2 separate regions of the Mus musculus genome follow, and region 2 is linked to region 1. Evidence: chromatin contacts called from public Hi-C data. All regions are on one chromosome and are shown on one strand. The core of a region is the stretch at or near the end of the contact, and the rest is flanking DNA. Distances in the headings are between cores, read along the strand shown. Region 1 overlaps Mfsd6 (major facilitator superfamily domain containing 6). Region 2 holds the start of Inpp1 (inositol polyphosphate-1-phosphatase).

What was found. Hi-C and Micro-C count contacts between places; a contact is called where the count stands out from the background.
Region 2: a Hi-C map of the N1E-115 cell line shows a contact between it and region 1, with 2.4 times the contacts expected there. The contact joins the promoter of Inpp1 here to the enhancer-like site in region 1. A contact is called at or near these places in 2 of 484 Hi-C or Micro-C datasets (the N1E-115 cell line and nephron progenitors), 2 of 115 datasets of contacts at active chromatin or transcription factors (the HPC-7 cell line and pancreatic cancer cells) and 3 of 9 other capture datasets (adipose tissue, liver and macrophages).

What each region holds. Positions count from the first base shown.
Region 1 is chr1:52,674,225-52,678,683 of GRCm38.p6, reverse strand. It overlaps Mfsd6 (major facilitator superfamily domain containing 6), which reads left to right. Exons shown (of 6, transcript NM_178081.4): 3 at 2,109-2,206. Among named protein-coding and RNA genes, the nearest start is that of Nemp2, 46 kb to the right of the region's middle. Within about 2 kb of position 2,598, at least 39 of the 459 cell types and tissues checked have an H3K27ac peak or open chromatin away from gene starts, as enhancers often do. A contact at or near this core is called in the N1E-115 cell line and adipose tissue, where this site is marked.
Region 2 is chr1:52,816,403-52,821,358 of GRCm38.p6, reverse strand. Inpp1 (inositol polyphosphate-1-phosphatase) reads left to right here and starts at 3,671. Exons shown (of 6, transcript NM_008384.2): 1 at 3,671-3,957.

The DNA of each region.
Region 1 (4,459 bases), core at 1,349-3,848:
CCTTTAATCTGGCTGCTGAACATTGTGCTACTTGAAGCTGAGAGTTTTGAATTGTGTCCTGGATCAAATAAAGTTTCACATCTCAAGAGCATGGTTAAAGGTGGGCAGTATGAATGTTTGAGGGTGGTTAGCAACTTTGCTTAGGACAGGCTTATGGAATACAAGTGGAGACACTTGGGAGAAGCATGCCTGTGGTTCTCTCAGCATCAGAACAGCCTTGGAGGTTTTTAATGTACCACACCTGGGCTTTACCCAGAGTGCTGTTTATTGAGATGGGTCCTGACACACACATTTGGAAATTATCAGAGTAAATTTGATCTATAGCTAAGGCTAGCAATTAATGAGCTAGGCCAGTGGTCAAGGTTGTGTCGTAAGGGCCAAATCTGGACTACATCCTGGTTTTTTGTTTGTTTGTTTTGTTTTTTGTGGGTTTTTTTTGTGCCCATGAATTAAATAAAAATTCTACATTTTGAAAGTGGTTGAGAAAAAGCTAGAGAATTCATGAAAATTATATTAAATTTAAATTCTAGTGCTTCTAACTAGCTGTTGGTATGGGCACACTTATTCATTTGTGGCTGCTATCACATTGCCACAGTGGAGTTCAATTGCAATAGACTGTAGTGCAGAAAGCCTAAATTGTCTACTTCATATGCCCTAATACTAATCCCTAAGTTAGGCTAAGTGGGAACCATGAACAGGGCTGCTTTCCAACTTAAAAACGAAGCTGAAAGGCCTGTTTCTGTATAGGGGTTTATATCTTAATTTTCTGTGTCATTTTTTTTGGTAACAGAGAGAGGCTGATAGATTAGTAGCAAGTAAAAGTAATTTTTATCAAACAAGACTGAACTATATGCTTTTATTCACTAAGCCACATAAGTATGAACACACTATCTGTAGAACTAGATGGCCCAGGCCTCTCTCTATGGAAAGAACTTCCTTGAGGATCTCATAAGCTCCTTCTAGTAGTGTGTCCCTGTCCCCTGCACCTCCCACTTTGACTTTGTCTTTTCTTGCATACTTATGATCACTTCCAGCTAGAGGCAGTGTTTAGGGAATGTAAAAATACAGTTGTACAAGATGAGGGCAGGTGCCGATTGTCCTGTGGGTTTTCCTTCACTCTGGTTTTCATCCACTTAGAGAGCATGGCAAGCAGGCTAGGAGGAGGCTCGGTGGCTATGGCCACTTTCTGTGCTTCTAGAGGACCTGAGCTTGGTTCCCAGCACTCATAGCAGACAGCTTGCAACAGCCTGTGGCTCCATGTCCAGGAGATATGATGTTCTTTTCTGGTTTCTATGTGTACCTGGAAACATGTGCACATGTTCTGCCTGCCTGCCTACCTGCCTGTCTGTCTATCTGTCTGTGCCTCTGTCTCTCAAGGAAAGAAAATAAAAGCCTCAAGGTTAAGAAAATTATCTGTGCTGCACAGTCTTATTCTATGCTCATTTTGATTGACTTATATTTTTGGCGGTAGTAATATGAGAGATTGCTGTACATTTATCTGTTTTGTAAGAATGTGATATCACAGGTAATTTTAAAAATGACAAACATGAATCAGTGTACTCCAGAGAAAACATTTGATTTCCAGTTTATCGTTTGTCATACTTGCTTGGCTTTCAAAGATGTGAATTTTATGAAACTCTTTGGTGACCTGCATATATATATTCAAGGCTTAGGTTTCCATTTTTACACTTCCCCCGTCCACTTTAACCTCTCTGCCCATCATTGTGAAGTGACTATGGACCCAGCCATGTCTAGGCTCCAGCCACTTGGAAGGAGGCCAGCAATGTCATTATATTGCTGGCCGTGAGCCCAGACTATCTGAAAAAGCATCAGTTTTGCCACTAATGAAGTTTTTAGGAAGGGTGATGCTGGCTTTGACATTAAGCATTTGGGGACATTAAGCATAAGGCAGCAGGCAGATAAGATAGGGACAGTCTCCTTCCAACACTGGTGGTTAAGTTTTTCCATGAGGTATCCTGTTCCTAAGTTTGGAACATATCCGTTTAATTGTGAATGGTTTGGAGAGTGAAATAAGTAATACTCACAATTTGTGTTTCACACTTGACCCTCAATACTCCCTCATTTATTTATTTATTTTTCTTTTCCAGGGTTTTATACATTGGCCTGGCCTGTAATACAGCTCGCTATATTTACATTTCCTACCTGGAAAATGCCTGGACTGTCCTCCCTATGGAAGTTCTTCAAGGTAAGCTGACAGCTAGCAAGAGACCAGCCTCTTTGCTGCTCCTGCAGTGACCACAGTGGCCCTGGGCCCTGACCTTCTGCATTAGGGTCTACCCCGGAAGGAAGGGAGGGTCCACCTCCAGCTCTGATGGCAGAGGCTGGCTCTTCAGCTGCTCTGAATGCCGTCTTGTGCTGAGCCAAACAAGGCTGGATGTTTTCCACACCCTTGTTTAAACAAAGAAAGAGGAAGAAATTCGGCTGCACAGCCCTCCAAAGATGGTTTTAAAATTAAAAAAAATAAAAATAAAAAAAAAAACCGGATGTATCTTTTAAAGGTTCTTCTGTTATATTTTCTCTCTTAGGTTGTTTTTATTGCATCTGGTGGTTTATAATGAAACCTTGAGGGTCATGTTACTGTTTTTCCATGAGCCACCTAAGTCTTTGCTCAGACAAGCTCTTCCAACTTCCTTCTGTTGCTTCAGGGCACTGCTTCCCACCAAGATATAAATCTGAAAGACTCTTAGCATGTGGGTCAAGAGTACTGAATGCATTGATCTGTGTTCAAAGCTTCTTGCCATGTTAGTGTGCATGACCCTATCTAGATTCTAAAACTTTGCTAGCCTGAATAGTGATTGGTGTTATGATTTTGATTGTCAGGATAAGAATACTGGAGTAGAAGCCCTGTGACAACCTGGGCTCCTAAATCACTGTGATTGCATAATTTCATTAGCTTTCTTAGGTGTTGCTGTATCATTTCCTAACTTGAAGGACGTGAGTGTACTTTAGCCAGGCTAATGTCCTGTCATGACTCAGATTCACAGTTACTCATCTAAGTAGACTATGTAAAACACATGCTCATTTACTATAGTCCCTGCTCACAATGAAAAAAAAAAACCACGCTAAACTAAAGAATAGGTATCATTATAGTCATGTAATTATGTAATTCAAAAATAGGCATTCTTTAAAGGTGCTTTTCCCAGATCTGATATAATGTGTCATTGGTAAGAGAAAATGAGTTTACAAGTATATATACAAAGTTGGATTATATAATAGCAAGTTATTGTTTGTTAAAAGGAAAGCTATTGTCTGTAACTTAGAAGTCTGAAAGGGTTTTACAGTGAAGCACACATCTCAGCATCTTGTCACTTAACAATCATAGACAAAGTGTGGAGCAGAGACTGAAGGCAAGGCCATCCAGAGACTGCTCCACCTGGGGATTCATCCCATATACAGTCTCCAAACCCAGATTCTGTTGTGGATGCCAACAAGTGCTTGTTAACAGGAGCCTGATATAGCTGTCTCCTGAGGTGCTCTACCAGTACCTGACTAATACAGAAGTGGATGCTCTCAGCCAACCATTGGACTGAGCACAGGGTCCCCAATGGAAAAACTAGAGAATGGACCCAAGGAGCTGAAGGGGTTTGCAGCCCCATTGGAGGAACAACAATATGAACAAACCAGTACCTCCAGAGCTCCCTGGGACTACACCACCAACCAAAGAGTACACATGGAGGGACCTATGGCTCCAGCCACATATGTAGTAGAGGACAGCCTTGTCTGTCATCAATGGGAGGAGAGGCCCTTGGTTCTATGAAGGCTCTATGTCCCAGTGTAGGGGAATGCCAGGGCCAGGAAGCAGTAGTGAGTGGGTTGGTGAGCAGGGGAAGGGGGAGGGAATAGGGGGTTTTCTGAGGGTAAACCGGGAAAGGGGATAACATTTGAAATGTAAATAAAGAAAATATCTAATAAAAAAAAAACCAAAGAAATGTATTGCAAAAAAGAGAGAGAGAAAAGGATCATAAAGCAGTAAGCATGAAGAGCAAGGGTTCTCATAAGGAAAACCGAATTTGTGGCATTTCCCACTTCAAGGGTCTGTTCTTTCGTCTTGCTTAATTGTAATATCTTAATTGTTGATATATAAGGAAATTAAGATTCCATAAAGAGATCTGTGTGCCTACTAAAAATTCATGTTGCTATAAAAATATAAAAATGTATATTGCGTATTCACTAATATACTATTTTTTCCTTAAATTAAATATAGATTAGATAGAAAATGACAGTTTACATAAAAGACTCAATAAAAATAGCATTGGTGAATTTGAGCATGCTGGGTTTGTCATACCTGTTCTCCCAGCACTTGAGAGGTTGAGGGAAGACGAGTGTTGTGAGCTTGAGGCTAGCTTGAATGCAGTGTGAGATCCTGTCTATAAAAGCCAACACAAACAAACAACAAAAGACAATTCATGGCGTGATGAAAGGAACAGTCCAAGAGTTT
Region 2 (4,956 bases), core at 2,422-4,921, 140 kb before region 1:
TGTGGGCCCAAATACATAGGCTGGCTCTCTCTCAACTCAGCTGTGGCAGCCTCTGATTATCAATATGGCAGAACCCAGGAAGATAGCTTCCATGCTGGGTGAGATGAGTAGGTGGCCTGGAGCTTTCAATGAAGTGCTGTCTTGTACTGGAGGAGCGACTCCTCTTGCAGCAGGGAGCAAGGAAGTTCTCTCTTAGCTGTGTCACTCATTGTTAACAGGCAGCAGCATTTCCAGCAGTGACTTTGTTCATGATTGTAAATTTACTCTCCCTCCTTTCCTGGCCCAAATGCATATCTTTACATGGTTCTGCTTCACTTTCTGCTAAGAGCTCTCAGTGCAAATCTAGACAAATGCAACAAGAACAAATCCCGTGCTGCACTGAAATTTCCTCCACAAAATAAATTCATCCTTTGAATTTGAATTACTCATTTGAATTCAGTGTCACTTGTATTTGCTGGAAATGTGCCTAGAGTCTTTGTGAAACTGTAACACAAATGGCCTCCAGGCCAGTTCCCTCCCCTTCCCCACCAAAACCTCCTGAGACCTGTCTGTCTGTCTGTCCTTCTATTGGCATTCTGCTCCCCTACATTCCCACCAGAAGGCCTGCTAAGCTCTGCATGGACCGTTCTGAGGCTCGTCTGGTCTACAGCTCCAACTTCTTCCACATTCGGAAGGAACCCCATCGCTCACTCCTCTGCTCTCCCAGTGAGACTGCACCCCCACTCCCTCCTAACAGTTCTGAAACTCATGAAAATAGTGCCAGAAACTGAGGCTGAAAGCTCCAATGGGTGAGCTGGCGGGTAACATTTTTACAGTTAAACCATGCAGTCTGAGAAAGGTTTTTAAATGATGACTGGGTAATACCACGTGAGTACGAGAGCCAAATTTCTAGGTTCAAACTTAGCCTCACCAAACACTACTACAAGTTTGAGTAAACTAACCCCTTTACAACTTAATTTTTTTATAACTATTTCTTTACAATATACTATAAAGATTTATTATAATGACTATTTATAATAATGATGCAGTTGTTTTTTTAAATATAAAATGAAGATAACCACAACTCTCGTATGTTCATAGCAGCCTTATTTATAATAGCCAGAAGCTGGAAAGAACCCAGATACCCCTCAACAGAGGAATGGGTACAGAAAATGTGGTACATTTACACAATGGTGTACTATTCAGCTATTAAAAAGAATGAATTTATGAAATTCCTAGGCAAATGGATGGACCTGGAGGGCATCATCCTGAGTGAGGTAACCCAATAACAAAAGAACTCACACAATATGTACTCACTGATAAGTGGATATTAGCCCAGAAACCTAGGATACCCAAGATATAAGATACAATTTGCTAAACACATGAAACTCAAGAAGAACGAAGACCAAAGTGTGGACACTTTGCCCCTTCTTAGAACTGGGAACAAAACACCCATGGAAGAAGTTACAGAGACACAGTTTGGAGCTGAGACGAAAGGATGAACCATCTAGAGACTGCCATATCCAGGGATCCATCCCATAATCAGCCTCCAAACGCTGACACCATTGCATACACTAGCAAGATTTTGCTGAAAGGACCCTGATATAGCTGTCTCTTGTGAGACTAGGCCGGAGCCTAGCAAACACAGAAGTGGATGCTCACAGTCAGCTATTGGATGGATCACAGGGCCCCCAATGGAGGAGCTAGAGAAAGTACCCAAGGAGCTAAAAGGATCTGCAACCCTATAGGGGGAACAACAATATGAACTACCCAGTACCCCCCAGAGCTCGTGTCTCTAGCTGCATATGTATCAGAAGATGGCCTTAGTCGGCCATCAGTGGAAAAAGAGGCCCATTGGTCGTACAAACTTTATCTGCCTCAGTACAGGGGAACGCCAGGGCCAAGAAGTGGGAATGGGTGGGGGATCGTGTGGGGGACTTTTGGGATAGCATTGGAAATGTAACTGAAATAAATACCTAATTAAAAATTATTTTTTATGATTATAACTGTGTGTATGTGAGCACACAGGTGTGCTGTGGCGCATAAATGGAGGCCAGAGCACAATTTTGGGGAGTCAGTCCTCTCTATTCACCATGTGGGTACCAGAAATCCAAGTGAGTTCATCAGGCTTGGTGGCATGCACTTTTACCTGCTGTGCCATCTCATCAGTTATGAGGTAAGACTTACCAGTTATCCAGCTCTTATAGCTGTGTGTTAGAGCTGCAAGAGACTGCTGCAATAGCAATGGCAGCCATAAACATGGAATTCTAAAAGTTTGTGGATTGACATCTAGATCCGGTTTGGTAAAAGGGTCACTAAGTGTGAGTGGCAAAGTTGACAGTGAGGAGGAGGAAATGTGCCTTGATCACCAGCAGTTTGCTCCAAGTGTTAATAGAGATCAGAGCAAGCAAGTGATCCAGTGAGATACGTATTGTAGGGTGGTCTCTGCACCTGCAGAGAAATGGGCTAGAGTCATAGCTCCTACTCTAGCCCCTCCCCAGTTCTGCTCCTAGATACAAATCTACTCCCATTTCCTTATGGTAAATGTCACATTTATATTATTCCTTGATTTTGCTGTCATGGATATGATTTCATAATTAATATCAGCTGTAACACCAAGAATGGACTTAAGAGAATGGAACTAAAGGACAATATGAGGATCTAGGCATGGTAGCACCCATCTGTACTCCCAGCACCCAGAAGGCAGAAGCAGGAGGATAGCGAATTTGAGGCCAGCAAGGGTTATAAAGTGAGACTCTTACCAAAAACAAAACAAAACAAAGTAAAAGTGAGAAAGAAGGCTGAATCCACTGAACCTGTGAGTGAATGGAAGGCGGATGGGGAATGGAAGTGGGTGAGGTGCCATCGCAGTACTGCGCATAAATAAATGGGAGCTTGGGGAGAGGTTGATGAGAAAGCCTGCAGGCTAGAATTGTTGAAGTGCTTCCCAGTTCCAGCCACAGAATAAATCACAGGGAAGCCGGATAAATCTTACCAGGACAGAAGGGCCCAGAGCACTCACAGAGACTCTGAGCCCCTTCTATCCCAAAGTTGAATGTTGCCCTTTTTAAAATTCTTACCCTTGCTGCCCTTTGTCCATCACCACCCATTTCTATTTCCACCTACCACTCCCAACTATATCTTTAAGTCACACTGAGCATTAGTTTAAAAGGGTTGCAGCAAGAGATGAGTTTCCCACCCAACATGTGCTTCTTGCCTGGCTGGGCCTTGACCCACAACTAATAAGGTCCAGAAGACACTGCTTTGACTAAACAAACATGTAGGAACCTAGACGCTTCTATTAGAACAGGGGGACTCATTCTAGCAGGAAGTCCAACTTCACAGCTTCAAACCATCTGTCAAACCCATAACACCAAGGGTTCAAATGAATGGAGGAGGAATATTCTCAAAGACTTTTTGGGTGCTTCTGAAGAAACAATGCACACCAAGAACTGTGGTTGAGGCAACCCTGACCTTTCTGGCCCTCTCAAGCAAATTGACAAAGCTTCACTTGTGACGTCGCGGAGGCCAGACTCAGGCTGGCTGGCGTGGGATGCCCTCGCCCGCCCCAGAAGCAAGAGGCCACCCGCCCCGGGGGAAAGAGGCGGGGCCGGGACCTGGCAGAAACTGGGCTGCACTGCTGGAGCCAAGAGAGGCAGGGCGCCTCCCCGCCTTCGCTGCGGTGACCTCCGGTGTTTTCCTGGCGGCTTGCCCTCCGGCTGTGCCCGCCACAGGAGGATTGCGCCAGGTCCCAGCGCGACCACCTCCAGGCGTTGGCACTCCCTTCCTCCTCTCTCGCCCCTCCTCCGCCTCTTCCGTTTCTCTGGGAAAGGCTGTATCCTCCTTGGGGCTCTGCATCCTCGCTTAGGTAATCCGCTTTCCTGCTTTCGCCACCCCTCCCCGGTGTCCAGCGTCTCCACCTCCGCGCATTTGGGTCCCCGCGAGCCTCGCGCGCTCCATCGCCTCTGCAGAGGGCAGGTGAGTCGGTCTCCGGCCGAAGGCTACTGGCCTCGGCGCCTGGGCCTGCGAGGTACCGGGTCGCTGCATCGAGGCCTCTCCGGCCTGCCCGTGCCCACCCACACAGAGCCCGAACCCCGAACCGAGAGGCTAAGCTCGCGGATCACGCCGCCCCCTTAGCTCTGCAGAAGCCACCGAAAGAAATCCAATCGCCCGCAGAGTAGCTTCTTCTGCTCGGTTCTTTCCATTCCTACCACTAGCCTCTAGGTTGAATGAGGTGATCTGAGAATGGTCAGAAGCAGAGGCCCAGGTTCCACGGGTAGGTGGCGTAGCTGTCAAGAAGTAGGGGAGCAGTTTGCCTGAGAGATGCTTCTAACGTGGATCCACGTTGACTGTCTCTAGAGACCCATTGGATGGGTGTAGACTAAACAGTCCGGGGGTATATTTTTTCTACATTTTGAAGTATGGTTTTGTGAGACATGTCTAGGCAGTGGGTGTGGACAGCATAGAAGGGTGTCATCTAAATTATCTAACCTGGCTTTGGTAAAAATCATATGGACTGTCAGACATGAGGTGTGAAAGAAAAATCTAGGGAATACACGTTAACAAGCGCGGTGTGTACTTTGGAGATTTCTGTCCTTAAAACTAGGACCGGAACACGTGGAAGTTTGCCCACTGTGTGAGGGTGTTCGCGTCAAAAGGACTGCGGCTTGAGGCCGTGCGGACAGGACTCTTAATATATATGTATCCCATGCAGAATGAATCTTTCTGTTTTGTTTTGTTTTGCTTTGCTTTTTTGGCTCCTTGCCCTTAATTCCCAGTTTTAATCAGATGGTAAGACTTAGGTCCACCCACCTGGTAACAATCTAAGGAAGAAAACAACCCCAGGGACTACTTTTGGCTGATGGACTAGCAAGATGACCTCAGTCAGGCATCTGAAAGTACAGAATGAAAGGGAAAATACAGGCAACGGGAAAGCCGATTTTAACCCCTGCACGTGCCTGTTTGCTGTTTTCTTAA